Linked DNA regions of Pan troglodytes: region 2 is linked to region 1. The links are chromatin contacts, called in public HiChIP or PLAC-seq maps. All regions are on one chromosome and are shown on one strand. The core of a region is the stretch at or near the end of the contact, and the rest is flanking DNA. Distances in the headings are between cores, read along the strand shown.

Region 1 (5,546 bases), core at 1,867-4,366:
AAAATGGGGGCTCAAAAAAAGGTCACACACAAGGCAGGGGAGCTGAAAATAGAATGCAGGAGGCCTTTAGCTACCTCCCAGTTTAGCGCTCAAGCCATCCCAGGCCTTCCAGGCAGAAGACAGGAGTTACAGTGTTGCTATAAAGAGACCAGAATGAGGGCAGGGGATCTGGGGAGGAAGAAGAGTCACTGCCAGTATCACGTACCATCCAAATCTAGCTAAGGCTCTCTACACAGCAGCGTGCTGCAGAGCGATGAGCTAATCAGTCCCCAACGAATAACTCTTTCCTGTCCTGGACAGCTGGACCAAGGACAAACGCTCCTTCAGTTTAAAAAAAAAAAATGCTCCTGAGAACAGCAGTTGTTCCTGTGGTTATGGATGTATTCCAGAACTGTGCCTGTGCCACTGCTGAGCGCGTAGTTAACTCCTGCAGGGGCAGAGCAGGCTGGTTCTGGGTGGCAGAATGATGATTTCAGGACAACTGAAACTCCCAAGGACACATAACATGGACCACAACTAAGGAAGCCAGCACGAGGACAGGACTCAAGCTCAGAAAGCCTGCTGATCAGGTCAGGAGTTTGAGACTGGCCTGGACAACGCAAAAAGAAAAAAAAAAAAAAATAGCCAGGCATGGACATGGTAGTGCACACCTGTAGTCCCAGCTACTCAAGAGGCTGAGGCAGGATGATTGCTTGAGCCCAGGAGGATGAGGCTGCAGTGAGCCGTGATGACGCTACTGCACTCCAGCCTGGATGACAGAGAAAGACCCTGTCTCAATATTTTAAGTCAAGGGTCTGTAGTCATGTGTTCAACGCCACTTCTTGCCATCACTTTGCAATTATTGAAATGGGCATACTGAGCTCAGAAAGCAAATCTGATGCTTTCACGGGAGACAGAGCCACATTTGTGTTCTGGGTGGGATCACTAGTGCAGGAGAACACTACATCTTCTTCTGAAGGCAAAATGCTTGTAGGTTTTGCCTCTTTACTTTGCATTTACTTCTAAAATTGCACTTGTTCACCTACCAGTGTTTACGAAATCCTGTATTTGGGATGCTTTTTCTATAATAAAATATTATCATTTATGGGAAAGAAAAAAAAAAGAAAGCCTGCTGATCTGTGATCTGGTAAACTCCAGCAGGGTGGAGATCCCTGAAGGTCGCCCCCAGACCCAGCGGTCATTTCCTAGAACATTCGGCCAATCCTCACCCAGTGCTGAATCTCCGCTACACTGGGCTGCATAGGTAGTTCCCAGGCCCGCCCACAAGGGGTCATAATAGCTGAGATGAGAGGGGAGGCCGCCAAACCAAAGCCTGTCAGTCACCCCCTCCCTCCTCAAGGCTTGGGTTGGAGTCTGCAAGACACTACCTCTGCTCTCACTCCTGTCCTATCGGCTTGCTTATCAGCCATCTAAGGAATCCACTTGGTATACAGCCAGCACTCCTGGCATCACATCCCTTCCCCTTGCCCCTTGGGGCCGGGCTCCTCTCAGACAGCCAAATCTTCATCCACAGAATGCACTGGGCCCGCCCCGCGGCCTCGCGGTCCTAGGGAGGGCCCATATCCCAGCTTCTCCCTGCTCAGTCCCCTGCTGGCTCTCCACTCTCCCTCCACCACTGGCGCTTTATACTGCCAAGATTCCCCTATCAGCCCTGCTCTCCACCCTCACCCTAGTGAATTCCCTTCACTCTTTCTTTTCCCAGTTTGTTGACCTACTCAAGCAATGGCTTGAGGTCCCGGAGCTTTTCCTATGAAACCACAGCAGGTACCTGGTTTCCATCAATATTCTTTGGGAAACCTTGGGCTGTGAAAGAATCACTCGTTGCAAGGTACAGCCCCTCCCTCACCAGCCCCTTCCAGTTTCACTCAACTTAGTCTCCCAAATTTACGCTATATCCTTGCCTCCTACTTTTGAAGTTTATATCCCTAACCTGCCCCAGGGCTGAGACCGGTAGGACAGAGCCCCAGTCCCTTTCACACCGCACAAAACCCGCAGTTAAGCCTGGATGGCAGAGACAAGCCGGAAAAGTAGGAATCCCCCCGTGTTCCGCTCCCAGCGTCCTTCTTCCTGTCACGAGCAGGGCTTCTGCATTCTCTGCGGATTCTAGTCTCCCTGCATCCAATTCCTTCCAAGCTCCTCATTATACAGCACAAACTTTACTCTCATTCTTTTCACCCCTGATTCTTCGGAACCCACACCGACTCGCGGCCCGTTGTGAGTGGTATGACACAGAGAGACCTGTCCCCCTTTCCCAATCCCTACCTCCGCTTGTACTCGTCCCGCTCCCGCTTCACTTTGGCCAGCACGTTGTAGAGAGCGCGGATCTCGGGCGTGATGGTGTCGATCTGGACGCCCACCCCATCCGGGTGCACCCACGACAAGCCAGGCCCTTGCACCAGAGTGGGCTCCAGTCCCGGCCCGAGCCGGCGGGCGTGCGAGAACGACCAGATGGTGCCGGGCATGAAGCGGGCCGACGAGGAATAGGTGGTGGAGGTGGAGGTGGAGGACGACGAGAGGCTGGCCGCGGAGGGCGCGAGGGGGCCGGCCGGGGAGCGCGCGGGCGAGCCCAGCACGCGCGCCGAAGGGCTGCAGACAGCGGCCGGCCGGGCGCCCAGCTGCAGCCCCAGGGGCCGGATGGGGCTGACGAAGCCGGTCTGCACTGCCTGGTCGCGACGACCCAGGCCCCGCCGGCCCTGCTTACCCTCCTCCAGCGCTTGCTGCAGTTGCTTCTCCAACAGCCGGTTCCGGCGCTCCAGCTCATGCACCTTGGCCAGGAAGCAGCGGAACCGGAGGTTCAGGGTCTTGAGCACGTTGATGTTGGAGCCCAGGTCATTGCGGAGGGCCATGGCGGCAGGCGGGGCCGGGCCCGGCCCGGGCGGCGAGTAGGCAGCAGGGCCGGCCGGCGAGAGAGGCGCCGGGGGCAAGTCTCCTCCCCCGGCGAAGTGGTCGCCTCCCAGTGAGTCCCCCAGTGGCCCGGCCAGGCCCTGCTGCTCCTGCTGCAGGAGGAAGAGGTTGGGGCCGAATAACGGATTCATGGCTGCGCCTTCTGCTGGGAGATGCAGACCGGTGCAGGAGCAGGGATGGAAGGCGAGCCAGAAGAGCCAATGCGGCGCCGGCGGGACAGAGCCGACCAATCAGGCGGCTCGGAAGCGGGGCAGAGGTCAGGGGGCGGGCCGAGGGGAAGCCAATGACAGGCTCCAATTGGAGGCCGGACCCTGGACCTTTCCGGGTCTGAGGCCGAGCGCTGTGATGAGGGGAGCCACCGCCTGGACTCCAGCCGGGGTGGCGTAAAGCCCAGGACCTCCAGTACCCCATGGGTTCTGGTGGCAAGCCCATCTCCCCTACACGACTTTTTTTTTTTGAGACCGAGTCTCACTGTCGCCCGGGCTGGAGTGCAGTGGCGCGATCTTGGCTCACTGCAACCTCAGCCTCCCAGGTTCAAGCGATTCTCCTGCTTCAGTGTCCCGAGTAGCTGGGATTACAGGCACCCGCCACCACGCCCGGCTGATTTTTTGTATTTTTAGTAGAGACGAGGTTTCACCATGTTAGCCAGGCTGGTCTCGAACTCCTGACCTCAGGTGATCCACCCGCCTTGGCCTCCCAGAAAGTGCTGGGATTACAGGCATGAGCTAGTGTGCCCCGCCTTCCCCTACACTTCTATTGCCCTCCTCTCCCCGGAGTTCAATCACCCCTAGCTCTGACTCCAGGGCTTTCCCTTCCTGGGAAAACCCAAGGATGCAGGAGCCTAAAACTGACCTTATTTCTCAGTAGCACCCAACCATTCCCTCTCCTCAGAAGATCCCAGTCCCACCTTCCCATCTTTACCCTTAAAGCAGCAAAGGCAGTACCCAGTTCCCTCAAAAATACTCAGTGGCCAGAGGTTTTAAAATGTGTATTAAATTTCATGGGTATGCACAGTAGAGAAGGCATCCTCACAGAGGCAAGAGTTCCAACCTGGTGACAATGGCAGTGAGCCACCCGTCTAGTTTTCAACCATCTAAGATAGCAGCAGCTGGCTGTTGCCCCTGGACTGAGATTTCTTCCTCTTTGCTGGTGGGAGGCGGCTGGAACGGATGGGAGACACAGTAGGAGGCTGAGGCCCCTTGGGGGTATCATTCTGTTTCTGCAAGGCAGCTTTCTCAAAAGGCTGCTCTGGCAACTGCTGCTTCTCAACCCCCTTGGCCCTTCCAAGGGGCTGATGATGGTCCTTAGGTTTCAGGGTGGCCTGAGTCTTGGATGGGGATAACACAGCCGGTGTTTGTGTGTCTGTGCCCTTGGGAGGGGCATTCTGCTTGAGGAAAGCAACTTTCTTGGAGGACTGTAATTTAGGTGATCGTTGCTTTAGCTTCCCAGTCACCTTTGGCTCCCTGATCCCTTCGGCTTTTCCAGCTGGCTGACTGCTATCCTGGAAGCTGGAGGAAGCTTGGGTCTTTGTGACAGAAGGTACAGTGGACAATTCTGAGTCTGCCCCTTTGGAGATGCCATTCAGCTTCTGGAAGGAGGCCTTCTTGGGATGTTGCTGTTTCTGCAGCTGCTGCTTTGTCTTTGCAGCCCCCTTGGCTTTCTTGGCTGGCTGGCTGCTGTTCTCAGACTTGGGGATGACCTGAGGCAAGTCTACATTTGTAGGTGTGGCTGTTTCAGAATTTCCTGGGGTTAAAATTAAACAGATGGTGTCAGAAAATGGGCCTTATCACCATATTTTAATATTCTCATATTAAAATATGAGAATTGCCATTTCCTGGGCAGGAGCTCCACACAATTAGGTCAGTGCCTAAGAGCAGATTACCTAAATTCCCATTACTTAATATAACTTGGCCTTTACTCAAGTCCTAGTTGAACCTTGTATTAAAAGATCACTGCCTATAGGCCAGGCGTGGTGGCTCACACCTGTAATTCCAGCACTTTGGGAGGCCAAGGCAAGTGGATTGCTTGAGGCCAGGAGTTCAAGACCAGCCTAGCCCACATGATGAAACCATCTCTACTAAAAATACAAAAATTAGCCAGGGATGGTGGTACACACCTGTAATCCTAGCTACTTGGGAGTCTGAGGCACAAGAATCGCTTGAACCTGGAAGGTGGAGGTTGCAATGAGCTGAGATTGCACCACTGCAGTCCAGCCTGAGCGACAAAGCAAGACACCGTCTCAAAAAAAAAAAAAAAAAATCACTGCCTATCCTTGGGCCAAAAGGTTTCTACAGGAAGCTGCGCCCTCTTGAGGACAGGAAGTAACAAGACGCTGTAAGGAAGAGGTGAATCTCAGGGTTTTGGGTTTTTTTTTTTGTTTTTTTTTGTTTTTTGAGATGGAATCTCACTCTGTCACCCAGGCTGGAGTGCAGTGGTGTGATCTCGGCTCACTGCAACCTCTGCCTCCTGGGTTCAAGCAATTCTCCTGCCTCAGCCTCCGGACAATCACAACCGTGCGCCACCATGTCCGGCTAATTTTTGTATTTTTAGTAGAGATGGGGTTTCACCATGTTGACCAGCTGGTCTTGAACTCCTGACCTCAGGTGATCCACCTGCCTCAGCCACCCAAAGTGCTGGGGTTA
Region 2 (5,546 bases), core at 1,613-4,112, 270 kb after region 1:
CCTGGACATCTGTCTATTCCCTTTTCTGCCGCTCCTTCTCAGCCAGAGGATGGGCTGCCCTGGAGTGCCCCCTACTGGACAGAATCTGCACCACCCTGGGCTCCCCTTTCCCTAAGCAGGCACCCTGCTGTCCACTCACTGCTTCCCGCAGCACTCAGGGCTCCCTTCACTGGGCCTAGGCTCCCCTCCAGAAACCCACACTGCCCAGCTCTGGCACTACGGGGAACCTGAGCTTCCCGAGAGAGGCCCCCCAGCTATAGGGACGGCTCTTGGGGGAGTGCAGGCAATTGTTTCAATAACTTCATCTATATGTATGAAGCACTCCACTCAGGATTTAGCACTGAACGCAGCAAATGCTAGCCACTCTCACTGTCCTCTTGGAACATACATGCTAATGGGAACTAAAGGGGTCTCTGGGAGCTTATAAAGGCAGTGGTGGGAGGCCGCGGTAGGCATTCCCTACCTGTAACCACTCTGCCCATTTTCTCTCCTAGATGGGGGCTGTGACGACTATGCAGAGGGCCGAGTTTGCAAAGTTCGCTTTGATGCTAACGGAGCCACAGGACCAGGGAGCCGGGACCCCGCCCAGGTGAAGCTGCTGCCTGGAAGGCACATGCTCTTCCCTCCTCTTGAGAGAGTCCACTACTTACAGGTATGGAACTGGGGGATACATCTCCTACCCTTGGTGCCACTCATCACTTTTCTCCAGTGTCTGTTATGCACCCCAATCCCCTCTTCCCTAGCCCTGGCTTTCAGGGCACCATAGAGCTGGGTGAAAGAAAGCTATAGCAAGAGAGGCATCCCTTCAGACCTCGTGGGGCCAGGTTTGCCCACCGGAGCAAACGTTTTGAAGGTTAAGAAGGTGGCACCATCTTCCGGAGTCCCCACTTGGTTCCTGCCTCTGCCTCTGTCCCTGCAGCACCTTCAGGTCTTACCCGCTCCTCTTCCCAGGTCCCCCTATCCCGGCGTCTGTCCCATGATGAGACAAACATCTTCTCTACCCCTCGGGAACCAGGCTCCTTCCTGCACAAGTGGTCATCCTCTGATGACATCCGGGTCCTCCCGGCCCAGAGCCGGGCCCTCGGGGGTCCTCCTGAGTACCTGGGACAAAGACACAGGTTGGAGGATGAGAAGGACGAGGAAGAGGCTGAAGGTGGGGGGCTGGCTAGCCTTCGCCAATTCTTGGAGAGTGGGGTTCTGGGGTCAGGTGGGGGACCCCCACGGGGTCCTGGCTTCTTCCGGGAGGAGATCACCACCTTCATCGATGAGACACCTCTGCCTTCTCCGACTGCCTCACCAGGGCACTCTCCTCGTCGGCCCCGGCCACTGGGCCTCTCACCCCGCCGACTCTCCCTTGGGTCCCCTGAGAGCAGAGCCGTTGGACTTCCTTTGGGACTAAGCGCAGGGAGACGCTGCTCCCTGACGGGGGGTGAAGAAAGTGCAAGGGCTTGGGGAGGATCCTGGGGCCCAGGCAACCCCATCTTTCCCCAGCTGACCCTGTGAGCCCAAGCAGGCCTGCTGAACTCAGAGGAGAAAGCCTGAGTGAGTAACACCTCATTCTGGCCGAGAGTAGGGCAGCTGCCTCCAGACTCTGGGGAGACGGGCGCTAGATTTGGGGCTCAGAAGGCCCTGCTCTCTCCCATCCAAGTGACCAGATGCCCTACTCAGCTTCCATCACCCCTAGCAATATGTATTAAAGTCTGAAGTGTTGCCATGGAAACCTCAGTGTCCAGTGTACTGCGGTGGAAAGGGGCTTGGAGGGTGCAGTGGCTCACAGGGGACACGACAGAGCAGGGGCAGCAGACAGAGGCACAGAAGGACACATGGAGAAATGATCACATGCTCCACCAGGCAGCCTCGCACAGGGAAGGCTGGGAGGAGCATATCCTGCTGGGGGCGGGGCTTGAGGACACACATCTTCGTTGGTTGGGGTATGAAGGATCTCTGTTCAGATTTGTTGAGGTGGTTTTAGAGGGTGGCTCCAGCCCCAGTGCCCAACTCTCCTTCTAACCTCAAATCCATGCAGGGGCTTACTTTATGGGCAGGAAAGGTTTTGGGGCTGACGCAGTGTCCCGGAGCTGGACACCTCCTCCTTGCTGCATTTTAAAGCTCTTTCTCCAAAGGAGTGCAGGGGTGGATGAGTGTGTGTGTGTGGGGGGGTGGGAGTGCAGGGGTGGATGAGTGTGTGTGGGGGGGAGTGCAGGGGTGGATGAGTGTGTTGGGGGGGTGGGAGTGCAGGGGTGGATGAGTGTGTGTGGGGGGGAGTGCAGGGGTGGATGAGTGTGTGGGGGGGGTGGGAGTGCAGGGGTGGATGAGTGTGGGGGGTGGGAGTGCAGGGGTGGATGAGTGTGTTGGGGGGGTGGGAGTGCAGGGGTGGATGAGTGTGTGTGTGGGGGAGTGCAGGGGTGGATGAGTGTGTTGGGGGGAGTGCAGGGGTGGATGAGTGTGTGTGTGGGGGAGTGCAGGGGTGGATGAGTGTGTTGGGGGGGTGGGAGTGCAGGGGTGGATGAGTGTGTGGGGGGGGAGTGCAGGGGTGGATGAGTGTGTGGGGGGGTGGGAGTGCAGGGGTGGATGAGTGTGGAGGGGGTGGGAGTGCAGGGGTGGATGAGTGTGTGTGGGGGGTGGGGGGGGCGAGGGGGGGATCGGCGTCCACACTCCTTTTTCTGGACCCAGAAGCGTGTGTGTGGAGGGAACACAGCCCCAGTAGTTACCTCCAGACCTCAGGGGCTGAAGTCACCGCTTGGGCTGAAGTCATCCTTCATGGATGCCCAGGCCTGCTCCAGTTCCCGCCTTTTGCCCTCCTCCTCCCGGTTTCTCCCTCTTATTCCACACTAGACCAGCTTTGTCCACTCAGCACTCTTCTCTCTCCATCTTTTCACATGGGCCTCTCCCACCATCGGGTCTCAGCCCCATCTTCTCTCTCTCTCTCTTGGCCTCCCTCATTATTTCTCCCTCTCCCTCCGCCTCTCCATCTCTCCTTCCTCCCCCTCCCTCCCCCTTCCCCCCTTTCCTCTCCCTCCCTCTCGGCTCCCGCATTTCCCCTCAGCTGCCGGCGGCTCCGACATCATGCTCCGGCTCCTCCGGCCGCTGCTGCTACTGCTGCTGCTGCCTCCCCCGGGGTCCCCTGAGCCCCCCGGCCTGACCCAGCTGTCCCCGGGGGCGCCCCCGCAGGCCCCCGACTTGCTCTACGCTGACGGGCTGCGCGCCTACGCGGCCGGGGCTTGGGCGCCGGCCGTGGCGCTGCTGCGGGAGGCGCTGCGGAGCCAGGCGGCGCTGGGCCGGGTGCGGCTGGATTGCGGGGCGAGCTGCGCGGCCGATCCGGGCGCCGCGCTCCCCGCCGTGCTTCTCGGGGCCCCGGAGCCCGACTCCGGGCCGGGACCCACGCAGGGGTCCTGGGAACGACAGCTTCTCCGTGCAGCGCTCCGCCGCGCAGACTGCCTGACCCAGTGCGCAGCACGGAGGCTGGGCCCCGGGGGCGCGGCGCGGCTTCGCGTGGGGAGCGCGCTCCGGGACGCCTTCCGCCGTCGGGAGCCCTACAACTACCTGCAGAGGGCCTATTACCAGGTTGGGAGCGGGCCGGGCAGCTCCGAGGGTCCCAGCCCTCACCACGACGCTGTCCTACTTTGCGTTGCCCAGGAGTAGGCGGAATGCTGTTGCCCGGGCCCCGGACGGGGCTGGGGAGCGTACCGCGGGCCTCTGCGTAGGAGCTGGCTAAGCGACCGCGAGGACCTCTTGAGATCGCAGAGGAGCAGCCGAGGGGGAGTGCGAGCAGAATGGGAATGGGGCGGGGAGGTCGTGAGGTGGGACGGGAGCAGATCGAAGATGGAGGGACCGGGCCGCCTCTTCCTAGGAATGAAGCGGAGGCGGTGGGGGCGAAACCGGCTCTCGGACGGGAAGTGTGCGTGGGTGTGTGTGTGTGTCGGGGGTGGTGGTGAGTGTGAACCTTCGCTTGGGGCAGGAGGTAGCTTCGGAAAGGAAGGAGCAGACGGAGGCCAGGTTGGGGTCCTCCGAGGCCAGACCTCTGCGGGCGGGGAGGGGACAGCACGCCGCAGCCGCCGGTACCGCAGCAGTTGCCTACGTGGCTGGGGAAGCGGGGCGCCGGTTGTACTCACCTCAGCTCAGGGTCCTAGAGACCTGCGGGTTTTGCTGGTCGCTGAGGTCTCCCCCACTTCCCCACCTCACTTAAGCCATCACTTCCACCTGGTCTCCCAAATTGAGGTCCTGAAGTCCTGAGACCCATGTCCCACCCAACTCCGACGTCTTTAGATCCCCTTTCCCTCGGTGCCAGCCTTCTGAGAGTCCCAACGTTCTGGCCTCTTAGGGGGTCTGCAGTTTGGGCGGTGGGCGGTTCTGATTGGCCAGTCTTCCATGAGGCTCTGGGGCACCCAGAGTGTGTGTCTGGGGTAGGGTGGGGAGGCTGGCCAGGGGGCAGAGGTCTGCCCCCCGTCCCAGGGCTCTGATGCCCTCCTCCCTTCGCCTCCTCAGTTGAAGAAGCTGGATCTGGCAGCTGCGGCAGCACACACCTTCTTTGTAGCAAACCCCATGCACCTGCAGATGCGGGAGGACATGGCTAAGTACAGACGAATGTCGGGAGTTCGGCCCCAGAGCTTCCGGGACCTGGAGACGCCCCCACACTGGGTGAGAATCCCAGCCCCACCCCTGTCTTGCCACCAGCCTTTTCCTGGCTGGATACACAGGCCTCACTAAACTGTGCGTTGTGCTGCTTGAGCATACAGATGGGGTAATGATCCTCAGCGACCCTGGCTGGGAGTCCTTCTCTAGGACTTCGTTTCCTTCCTGGATGATCACTGAAATCTGATGTTCTAACATTATGATTCTGAGGCCCACCCTTATTCTTCTCCACGGTGAAGAGGGACATGGAGTCCTTGCCCCAAATGAGACCAACACCCCTCTCCTCTCTACCTCCCAGTTTGGCAACCCCTGGATCTTAGGTGACTGACTGCTCCCTTCCCCAACAGGCAGCCTATGACACTGGCCTGGAGCTGCTGGGGCGCCAGGAGGCAAGACTGGCACTGCCCAGGCTAGAGGAGGCTCTTCAGGGGAGCCTGGCCCAGATGGAGAGCTGCCGTGCTGACTGCGAGGGGCCTGAGGAGCAGCAGGGGGCTGAACAAGAGGAGGATGGGGCTGCGAGCCAGGGGGGCCTCTATGAGGCCATTGCAGGTAAGGGTCCCGTGTGTGAGGGGGTGGGTCGGTGCCCAGGGAGGGGCATGAACAAGCTGAATGGCTTATGGGTTTCCTCTGCAGGACACTGGATTCAGGTCCTGCAGTGCCGGCAACGCTGTGTGGGGGAAACAGCCACACGCCCTGGTCGCAGCTTCCCTGTCCCAGACTTCCTTCCCAACCAGCTGAGGCGGCTACATGAGGCCCATGCTCAGGGTCAGTTGGCGAAGGGTGGAAACGGGGAGTGAAGATTTGCCTCTGCTGCTATCCTGAGCTCCATCTCTCTATCCCTCCCATCTGTCTCTGGATTTGTAGTTTCACTGTCAGGGCTGCATGGGAACCATCACTTCACAAGGACTCTAATT

What was found. HiChIP or PLAC-seq counts read pairs in DNA pulled down with a chosen protein or histone mark.
Region 2: an H3K4me3 HiChIP or PLAC-seq map of stem cell-derived excitatory neurons shows a contact between it and region 1, with 3 times the contacts expected there. The contact joins the promoter of P3H3 here to the promoter of IFFO1 in region 1. A contact is called at or near these places in 1 of 7 Hi-C or Micro-C datasets (stem cell-derived neural progenitor cells) and 1 of 1 datasets of contacts at active chromatin or transcription factors (stem cell-derived excitatory neurons).

What each region holds. Positions count from the first base shown.
Region 1 is chr10:13,736,399-13,741,944 of NHGRI_mPanTro3-v2.0_pri, forward strand. IFFO1 (intermediate filament family orphan 1) reads right to left here and starts at 3,117. Exons shown (of 9, transcript XM_009424682.5): 1 at 2,263-3,117. The coding sequence starts at 3,035. NOP2 (NOP2 nucleolar protein) reads right to left here. Exons shown (of 16, transcript XM_054664005.2): 16 at 3,876-4,647. The coding sequence ends at 3,998.
Region 2 is chr10:14,007,918-14,013,463 of NHGRI_mPanTro3-v2.0_pri, forward strand. P3H3 (prolyl 3-hydroxylase 3) reads left to right here and starts at 2,863. Exons shown (of 15, transcript XM_016922862.4): 1 at 2,863-3,564; 2 at 4,486-4,638; 3 at 4,980-5,181; 4 at 5,266-5,397. The coding sequence starts at 3,067. GPR162 (G protein-coupled receptor 162) reads left to right here. Exons shown (of 5, transcript XM_016922866.3): 4 at 495-652; 5 at 952-1,720. The coding sequence ends at 1,503.